Regions from separate parts of the Oryctolagus cuniculus genome. Here region 2 is linked to region 1. Evidence: chromatin contacts called from public Micro-C data. All regions are on one chromosome and are shown on one strand. The core of a region is the stretch at or near the end of the contact, and the rest is flanking DNA. Distances in the headings are between cores, read along the strand shown. Region 1 holds the start of RCOR3 (REST corepressor 3). Region 2 holds the start of SLC30A1 (solute carrier family 30 member 1).

Region 1 (4,955 bases), core at 640-3,139:
GCTGCTCTGCTTCTGATCCAGCTCCCTGCTAGTGGGCTTGGGAAAACCTCAAAAGATGGCCCAAGTAAGTACTTCAGCCCCTCCCACCTACACGAGAGACCCAGATGGAGTTGTGGTTCTTGGCTCCCGTTTCACTGTGGCCATTTGGGGAGTGAACCAGAAGATGGGCGATCTATCTGCCTGTCACATCAATAAATCTTTAAAAATTTTTACCAACGCATTAATATACAATAGGAAACCTAATATGGGCAGCGGTTCAAGCCTTGGCTGTTGCACTTCCGATCCAGCTTCTTTCTAAGGCCCCTGGGAAAGCAGTGGAAGATGGCCAGGTGCTTCGGCCCCTGCACCCACGTGGGAGACCCGGTAGAAGCTCCTGGCTTCCACCAGAGGCAGCTGTGGCCTTTGCGACCATTTGGGGAGTGAACCAGCGGACCCACGACCTCTCTGTCTCTCCCACTCTCTGTGACTCTACTTTCAAATAAATATTTTTTTTTTAAAAGAAGGAAACCTAAACGTGGAGGGAAACGGCTACTGGTCCCATTAGGCCCAGCTTTCCCTCCTAGTAGAACACTTATATGGGCATTCCAATACTAAGAACTACATTTGTTGAGAAAAGGACAGAAGGTTTTCGCTGTATGATTAACCATGTAGTGAAATCACACCACGCTGAGAACTCCACCTCCAGAACCAGACAGCTCGTGTACCCGGGCAGGGGGCGTCTTCTCTCCACGGGGACCCTGCCAGCTACTTGCTTCCCGGGCTTTCTGGGCTCAATTCCTGAGCGAGGGGTGTTCGCTCTCTCAGGAAGGGCTGGCTCTGACCACCCACGCTCATTCCTGGTTCAATGATCCGCAGTGACCGCTCCAGGACAAGCTTTACTTTCAATGTCTGGAGTCCTCCCCCTCCTCATCGGTGAGAAATTTGTAAACGGCCCCATGGCCAGGCGGCCCCGGTCTCCCGAATGAGCATATTCGGGTCCCACTCCCTTTCGCCTAACGCAACTCAGAAAAGCATCTCGGAGCTGGCCAGCCTCGCTCCGCCAGCGCTGCTCCCAGCCGGGCCACCGGTCACGCGCCCCCGCGAAGGGCCGCAGGCCAGGGGCGCCGGCCTCACCGACAGCGAGAAAGAACGGAGGGCAAAGTGGGGAGAGGGAGAGAGGGCGGGCGGGGGACGCAGAGGCACAGCTCGGGGGCGCACGCTCATCCGCCACGCTTGGCCTCTCCGGGAGGCCGAGGTCCAGAGAGCCCGACTCTGAAGCGTCCGGGCATCGGGGCCCAGTCTACCGCTCTGGCCCGCCGGGGCGCGGAACCCCGAAGCCGCCCCTCCAGCCCGCGCGCGCCACCCGCGCCCAGCAACCCGAGGCGCCGCGGGTCCCAGAGGCCGGGCCGGGCCGGGCCGGGCCGCCGCAGCGTCTGAGGAGGGCCGCGCGCCGCCCACGGCAGTCCCGGCCGCCAGGGCCCGCAGCCGCGTCCGCGGGAGGGGACCGCTGCCCCTGCCCCGGCTCCGGGGGTCTCCAGGGCCCTGCCTCCAGCGGCCCGCGTTCCTTCCGCCCCCAAGAAGGCAAAGAGTCCCGCGCCCTGCCCGGGCTCGTCCCGCCCGCTCTCCGCAGCGCCCCCTAGGAGAGCAGCCCACGCGGCGGCCGCCCTCCGCGGCGCCGGCAGACGCGCTCGGCGGGGGCGGCCCGCCCGGCGGCGAGCGGGGCTTCCCCGCCCCTCCCCCCGCGCCGCCCCCGCCCCGGCGGCCGGAACCTCCCTGCGGGGCGGAGTGATACCGGCGGCGGCGTAGAGCGCGGCGCGGCCGCGGGGGGCGCCCGGGACTGCGCGGGGCGGGCGGCGGCGCGGGGAGGAGGGGAGAGAGGCGGGGCTCGGGCGGGTTGTTGTGAGGCGACTGCGCTACTGCCGGACCGGGGCGGTTATGGCGGCTCCATATTAACACCCTCCTCCTCCTCCGCCGCCGCCGCCGCCGCCGGCGCCGCCGCCGCCACCGCCGTCTCCTCCTCCGCCGCCGCCGCTTGTCCCCGCCCGCGCTCGCGAGCCCTCGCCCCCTTCCCCCTGACGCCTACCTCTCCCCCTCGCCCGCCCCCTCCCCTGTTCTACCATGCCCGGCATGATGGAGAAAGGGCCTGAGTTACTGGGGAAGAACCGGTCGGCCAACGGCAGCGCCAAGAGCCCGGCGGGCGGCGGCGGCGGCGCCTCGTCCACCAACGGCGGGCTGCACTACTCGGAGCCCGAGAGCGGCTGTAGCAGCGACGACGAGCACGGTGGTAGCCTCGAACTCCTCCCCGCCAGCCCGCCTGCCCCCCTCCCTCCACCCCTCCCCCAGCCCCCTCCCCTCGCCGCGCTCGCGCCCTCCCTCCCCTCGGAGCCCGGGCGCTGCGGTAGCCGCGAACTCCCGGTGCAGTGCAGCAGCACCCCCGCGACCCCCGCCCCTCGCCCGCGCCCAGCCCTCCGCCCCCCGCTCCCCGCCCCCACCGCTGCCATCTCCTGGAGCGCCCGGAGTTAGTATCTCCCATCCACCCGCCGCTCCTGCCCGCCCTCCTGCAATTTTTATTTTTTATTAAGTGTGTCTTTTTCTTTTTTTTTCTTTATTTCTTGGCATTGCTTTGCAGATGTTGGGATGAGAGTCGGGGCTGAATACCAAGCTCGGATCCCTGAATTTGATCCAGGTAGATGCATTTGCTTTAGCAAATTCCTGTCCCCCACCCCCACCCCCATCCCCGGTCTGGGCTTGGTCGGGGGAGGGTCGGGCAGGGGTGTCCGGGCGTGGGGCTGGGCTGGGCACGCATCTCCGGCGCGGAGGCTGTCAGGCTCGGCCGGGCTGTGACACAGGGCGTGTGGGCAGAGGCGTGCATTGCAAGGTTAACATGGTTTCCTCCGGAGGCCACTTGCCCTCCGCCGGCATCGCCTTCCTGCCCCCCTGAGCCCGGGGCGGGATCGGGGCCCGCGGTGGGGTCGGGGGTCGGCGGCCGGCGTGGGGGAGGACCGGCTGCGGAGCCGAGGGCGGCAGGGGAGGCGGTGTGTGTGTGTGCGTGTATGGACGGACCTGCGGGGGTCGGCGGCCACACCGCCGGCCGCGGATCCCTGCGGAGTGTGGGCGCCGCGCGGCGGGGGCAGGGGCGGGGGCCGGCCCGGGCGCGCGGCGAGGCCGCAGGACAGCGGCCGCGGCTGCCAAGGAGACATTTTCTCCCGGAGCAGCCAGGTTCCAGCGGCCTCTGCCAAGCCAGCTTGCGGGTTCCCTGTCTACTTTTCTCCAAACAGGCTCCCCGGCGGTCACGGGATCGCAGCCTGCGCGGGGATTGGGCGAGAGTTCCGCATACGGCGGCGCCCCTGCCGGAGCCTCCCGGCGGAGCGCTGCTCCGCCCTGCCCGACCACCCTGCCCGCGGGCTGCGGCGCGCTGCCGACTCCCGAGCACCCCTTTCTTCCTGGGGTGGCTCGGGGAGCTTTCGCCCCTGCCGCCTCCCGTGGCGGGGTGTGTGTCGGACCCTCGGATTCCTGTCAGATGGTCGGGGAGGCGGGGGCGGGCGGGCAGGGAACAGCGTGCTGATCCAAGTGTGAGGCGCAGGGGCCGTGTGCGCTCCTCTGCGCCCCTAAGACCACCGGACTCGGAATTCCGGCCCGGAGCCCCTGCCGCGGCGCCTGCTGTCCCCGGAGGAGGTGGCGGCCCTGCGGTGCGGGCGCCGTCTCCGCGACGTGACTGTGCAGTCTCGCTCCCGGGCTGTCCGCCCGTGGCCTGGTGGGCTTCGGAGACTGAGCGATGCTCTCGGGAGCTGATGTTTTACTGATGCAGTTGGTAGGCGAATGGCATTTCGCATTACCCGTGCTGCCTCAGGGTTGAGCTTGACATTTAGAAAGCACGTACTTTGGCTTTCAGATAGACCCGATTCAGTTCCCAGCTTTTTTGGTTTTGCTCTGAGCCTTCCCCGGGCCTCAGTTTCCCTAGCTGTGGGAAGTGCTTCGTGGGGTTTGTTCCAGGGTGGAATGAGCCCATGGCAGTTTTTCAGGAAAGGTTGAATTTCCTGGTTAGGAAGAGTGAGCCTGGCTGGAATTACCCCGTTCTCGCTGGGCGCTTTCGCTGGCACGGTGTGCTTTGGGGGGAGTACTGACAAAGTCATTTCCACGTTAGCACTCCGCAGCCAGAATTCGCTCCTAGATTGGTAAACAAGCCTGTGTGTTGCCCCGTTGGGTAGGATTCTGAGTCAGTGTTTGTTTCGTCGGCAGTCGTGTGTGTGTTGTTGGGGTCTTAGGGCGTCTTCATCTCAGCAGACTTACACTTGCCGTGGCCTGCAGCATGAACCAGTTTTTAGTGATTAAACTCCACCATGGAGCACGCTTCAAAATGTAGAGAATAACTCATTTAACAAAATACTTTAGATTTTAAATGGCCGTTACATGATTAGCCAAGTTAGTTGATGTTATGTTTTACTGGTTTTAAACTTTATTTTAATTTCTTTGTGGAGGAAAAAAGAATTGAAATGTTATTGTTTTTAAATAAAGTATTTTCAGTTTACTCAGACTGTAACTGATATTTGTTACTGCAATAAGGATAAAGCTATTCTTTAAATTCACTTGTTCCTTTTCTACTTAATAATTACTGGAAGCACACCAAATGGAAGGACACAACTAAAACCAGTTGCTACTTAAACTTAGGTGGACCATTTTACCTTTTTTCTAAGTTTGTTGATTGATTTGAGAGGTAGAGTTAAAGAGAGAAAGGTCTTCCATCTGCTGGTCCACTCCCAAATGGCCACAGCATTCTGAGCTGGATCGATCCACAGGCAGGAGCCAGGAGCTTCTGGGTTTCCCGCATGGGTGCAAGGGCCCAAGCTCTTGGGCTATCGTCTGCTGCCTTCTCAGGCCACAGCTGGATTGCAAGAGGAGCAGCCGGGACTAGAACCAGCACCGATGTGGGATGCTGACGCCACAGGCGGCGGCTTTATCTGCTGCGCCACAGCCCG
Region 2 (4,955 bases), core at 1,682-4,181, 230 kb after region 1:
TGATGAAAGTGTGCTCAGAGCAATTTAATATAAATTGGCATTCTGGGAACAAGCCAAGACCTAATGGTCAGGGCTAAATTAAGTCATTAGGATACTGCTTTTCCATTCTGGTAACATCTCCCACCTCCCCCTCCTGCAAAAAATAAATAAATAAATATAAAAATCCACACATCTTTTCTATGGGTGTGGAATCCTATAAAGATTCTGCTGTAGTTCTTGGCATATACAACAAGGAAAACATAAAACTGAATGCCACCACCCAATAAGTGCAGCCATGGATAAGTCTGCTAATACAAAATGCTTGATTTGACACTGGCTCCACTCACTCTCACCAAGGTCAACTTTTGACTTTTAGACACTTATCATGAATATAAAAGATAATCTCTTGGTACAGGGGGCTTAAAAACTGACAAGTCAACAATACAAATCAACAATCACTGACACTTCAGGAACTGGAACCATGAGGCCAGTGCTGTGACACAGCCGCCTGCAGCCCCAGCTCCCTGCTGGATAGCAGAGGATAGCCCAAGTCCCCAGGCTCCTGCCACATGGGAGATCAGGGGGAGGCTCCTGGTTCCCAGCTTCGGCCTGGTCCAGCCCCTGCCCTTGCAGCCATTTGGGGAGTGAACCAGTGGATGGACTATCTCTGTCTCTCCTTTCCTCTCTGTTAACTCTGACTTTCAAATTAATTAGGGTTGCTCCTTAAAAATAAAGAAAAAAGAAAAATTGGAACCAAGCGATTATTACCTACCCCACTAGCTTTTAAGGTGAGAGAGTTATCTTTTAAAAGAACTACACACCAGTTTAGCTTGATTTCTTTGGACTATCACCCTGCCTGGTGGATGAGGGGAGATACATTAGACCCTTTCAGTGCACAATGTGAACCTCATCAACAGGAGATACTGCACCAAAAGGGGAAAACTGCACCTCGTATGATAAACTGGATGAATAGCAATGGAAAAAATGGGAGGAAATACACAAACTGTTTACATGGCTGAGCTTGGGTAACATGCCATTGCTTCGTTTGCTGGTTTATTTTTCCCCACTTCCTTTCAACATTTATTTTCCAAATTCTCTTCAAGAGCACTTATGTTAAAGGAAAAGCATTCATTAAAAATACACGATAAATAAATTAGCGTCACTTTCCTTTTGGTCTTAAGGGAAGTACATGTTAACCCCGGACAAACCCCTAGGATTTTCAGGATTGGGGATCGATGAACTGAAAAATACATTGCGGCTCATAAACGAAACCTTTACCCAGGGCTCATGCGCTCTGAAGGCAACGTTACGAAACTTGTGCAGTGGGCACGGGACTACTTGGGCTGGGCAGGGTCTCAGCCCCCAAGTAAGGACGGACAGGGGGTCCCCTCCGTTCCCCAGGGGGGCCGCCGAGGGCCTGGATTCCGAAGCATTTTCGGAGCTGTCCCGCCGACTGCCCCGAGATGCGGCCCCCTCTGCCTCTTCCCGCCGCGGCAGACCCACCGCCCCCCGCTCCTCCCACCCGGCCCGGGTGGGTCCGGCTTCCTCGAGCTGCGGGGCTTGTGCGGGCCGTGCGGGAAGCCGGCGGCGCGGCCGGGCTCGCGCGGGCGCCAGGGGGCGTCCCGGCCACCCCGCCCAGGGCCAGGCGGGGTGGCCGGGACTCCCCAGACCCAACCACCTGCGGCCGCGACTGCTGCGCTCACCTGCCGGGTCCACCTTGAGTCCGTTGGAGTTGCTGCTATTGGCCACCAAGGTGTTGGTCTCCTCCAGCTCCGGGCCCTGCTCGCCGGGGGCCGCGCTGCCGTCGCTGCCCCCGGCGCGGTTGCTCTTGACGCGGACCCCCTTGGGGAGGCCGTGGCCGTGGCCCCCGTGCGAGTGGCCGTGGCCGGAGTCCTGGCTGAAGCCGCTGTGGTGGTGGAAGAGGCAGAGCCCCAGCACGTTAACCAGCAGCCCGGCCACGCCGACGCCGAGGACCACGAGCGGCTGCTGCATCTCGTGCGGTTCGATGAAGCGCTCGATGGCTTCGAGCAGGATGGCGAAGCAAAGGCCGGTCAGGAAGATGGCGTTCACCAGGGCCCCCATCACCTCGGCCCGGATCCAGCCGAACGTGTTCTTCTGGGTGGCGTGGGTCCGCCGGGCGAAGCGCTCGGCCACCAGCGCCACCACGAGCGCCAGCACGTCCGACAGCATGTGGAAGGAGTCCGAGAGCATCGCCAGCGACGAGGTCACCCGGCTCACCACCACCTCCAGCACCATGAACATGAAGGTCAGCAGCAGCATGCACAGCAGCCGGCCCCGGTTCCGACCCCAGCACCCCATGGCTGCGGCGGAGCGGCCCGGCGACCCGGGAGGCGGCGGCGGCGGCGGCGGCGGCGACCCGGCGACGCGGGTCGGAGGGCGGCGCGGGGCTCTTGCCGCCGGACTCCGGCAGCTCGGGAAACCGCTGCGGGGCTCCCGCGGCCGCACGGGGGCGAGCCCGGGGTCAAGCCGCTGAGCCCCGCGCCTGCGGGCGTCCTCGGCCGGCCGGCGGCGGCGGCGCGCAGCTCCTCAGGCGTCTGTTCTCCGAGCCGGCGCCGAGGCCCTGCTCAACCCTGGCAGCCCCCACACCCACAGCGGGGCGGAGGCGGCGGCGGCTGTGGTGGCGGTGGCGGTGGCGGTGGCGGCGGGGAGCCGGGACTCCCGGAGCCGAGGGACGAGCAGCCGGAGCAGGAGCAGGAGCAGGCGGGCGGCGGGCGAGGGTGACCCGGAGCTCCGCGCCGAGAGGGCTCCGAGCATCTGAGGGCTCTCCTCGCCGATCTCCGCTGAGAGTGAACTGAGGAGCCCACCGCTGAGGAGCTGAAGAGGCGGCGGCCACGGCAGCTGCACTCGGCCCGGTCTCGGGCGCCTTCTTCGCCCCCCCGCCTTTGCAGACGGTTTACAAAAAAACTTTGCTTTGCACTCGGAACCCCCGTTTTCACACGGACCCGAGCGTGACAAGGCCCCAACGCCACGCCCACCGGGCCCGGAACGTTTTCCCATTGGCCAGGACTCCCTCACGACAGCTGCCCCGCCCCGCCCATCCGCCCCGGCTATTGGATGGAAGCTCGGAGGGGCGGGAGAGGGCGGGGTGGCGGCTCCAACCGATGGAGGCGGGGCCTTTCCCTACAGGAGCCGGGCGTGGGCCGGGGGCCGCGGCCGGGTGCAGCGGCGGGCGTCGTGGGGGAGGGTAGGGGGCGCGGGCCGCGTGCAGCGGGAGGGGGAGGGGCGGGCGGGAACCTCTCGGGCGTTGCCAAGGCCGCGTTAGGTGTGGAGGGGTCCTCGCAGCCCCCCGCACACCTGCCGGGGCCGGGCTGCAAACAGACTTTGATCCTGCCAGTCGAGTCCACGTGGGGGCGGGCTGCGCGGCGGCTTGTGACAGCCCGGCGGCCGGGGAGGGGCCGGGGGCAGCCCCTGCATGCGGGGCCCTCGGGTGCGCGCCCCTGTCAGAGCCTCCAGACTCATAAACAAGTGCCGGACGTAACTTGTGACTCTGCCCCGCCGGGCCGAGGAGTTCGTCCTGCGGGCGGCTTTGCAAGTGGCGTGAAGGAGATCTTTGTAAATGTTTCCGTAAAGCAAATTGCCCCTGTCACGCCGCCCCCAGGAGGCCCTGTGTAACGCGGGGGCTTTCTGTCACTCATTACCCAGGGACCATTTAGGGCACAGACTTCAGCAGGAGGACCCTGGGCTCTGGCTCTTGCCCGATCACCGGCAAGTCGTCGGGCCCCTCTCGGCCTGTGTGTTGGTTGCTGAGGGGAAGGATCGATGGCCGAGCGGGACCCGGGCTTCCTTCAGAGCCCCGCGTTCGGAGGCTTTGTGTTTGTGGACCACGCGGCCGAACCCTGCGGTGCTGGTGTTGCTGGGGAGGGGGAGGGGCAGCTTCTGCCCTGGTGGGGGTCACATAGGCGGGTACAAACTTTAAGTGATGACAGAGCCCTCCCTAAGGCGTGTTTATGCACTGGCTCAGATTGGAGATACACGCAGGGTTCCTGGGGCGGCGATTAGCCGATCTGGAGGTGAAGGATTCCTGGTCCAAGTGGGGTGGGCTGGAGCTTAGGATCATCACAGTGGCCTCTCCACTGCCCCTGGTGGGGGAGCTGGCCCCCAGCTGCTCCACATCTGTGCCAGACCAACGCAGTGCCAGCCCTTGCCTTCAGATCAGCACATGAGTTAGGCTACTTTGCATTTGGGGGGGGGGTATTATTAAGTCTATAAAATTCTTTTTCACTTGTATGTGGAGTGTTTCTCAACTCCCCATCTAGTCTGGAGAGCCACATCTTCATTTTCTGTGTTTGTTCTGCTGGGATAGAAAAGAATGGAAAGTTTCCCAGTCATTATTAAGGAAGAATTGACAGAGCTGTGTGATTAATAGGGTATGGGGAGGAAGAAGGCTGCTTAGCAGAATTAAAGATACTCACAGTGCTCCTAATCTGGCAAGGAAACCACTTCCTTGACTAGGTGAGGCAGCCGGGAAGGGGGCCAAGAAGCTTGGTTTAAAGGGGGAAATACGGAGCTCCTTTCCCCCCTTTATGTGAAAAGCAAAGAGCTAGTGAGCGATAGCTTCCATCCACGGGCTCACTCCTCACATGCCAGCAACAGCTAGGGTTGGGTCAGGCTGAAGACAGGAGCCTGGAACTCAACCCAGGTCTCCCACTTAGGAGTCAGGGACTCAAGTGCTTGAGCCTTCGTTTCCTGCTTCTCCCCAGGATGCGGATTTGCGAGAAGCTGGGATGCAAAGAGGAGCTGGGACGTGAACCCAGGGACTCCGATATGGAATGTCAGTGTCCCAACCTGTGCCTTACCCACTGTGCCAGACATCTGCCCCGAGTTCCATTTTTTAGTAAGAGATTTATTGATGTGAAAGGCAACATGAAAGAGATCTTTGGCTAGACCAGGCCAAGTCCAGGAGCCAGGAACTCCTCTCAGGTCTCCCCTGTGGGTGTCAGAGGCCCAAGTACTTG

What was found. A called contact is a pair of places that touch in the nucleus more often than the background predicts.
Region 2: a contact with region 1 is called in a Micro-C map of ear pinna, with 4 times the contacts expected there. The contact joins the promoter of SLC30A1 here to the promoter of RCOR3 in region 1. A contact is called at or near these places in 3 of 6 Hi-C or Micro-C datasets (ear pinna, psoas muscle and an unstated tissue).

The regions. Positions count from the first base shown.
Region 1 is chr13:25,933,913-25,938,867 of mOryCun1.1, forward strand. It overlaps RCOR3 (REST corepressor 3), which reads left to right and starts at 1,890. Exons shown (of 12, transcript XM_051820536.2): 1 at 1,890-2,263; 2 at 2,609-2,665. The coding sequence starts at 2,098.
Region 2 is chr13:26,161,168-26,166,122 of mOryCun1.1, forward strand. SLC30A1 (solute carrier family 30 member 1) reads right to left here and starts at 2,932. Exons shown (of 2, transcript XM_051820544.2): 1 at 1,683-2,932. The coding sequence starts at 2,298.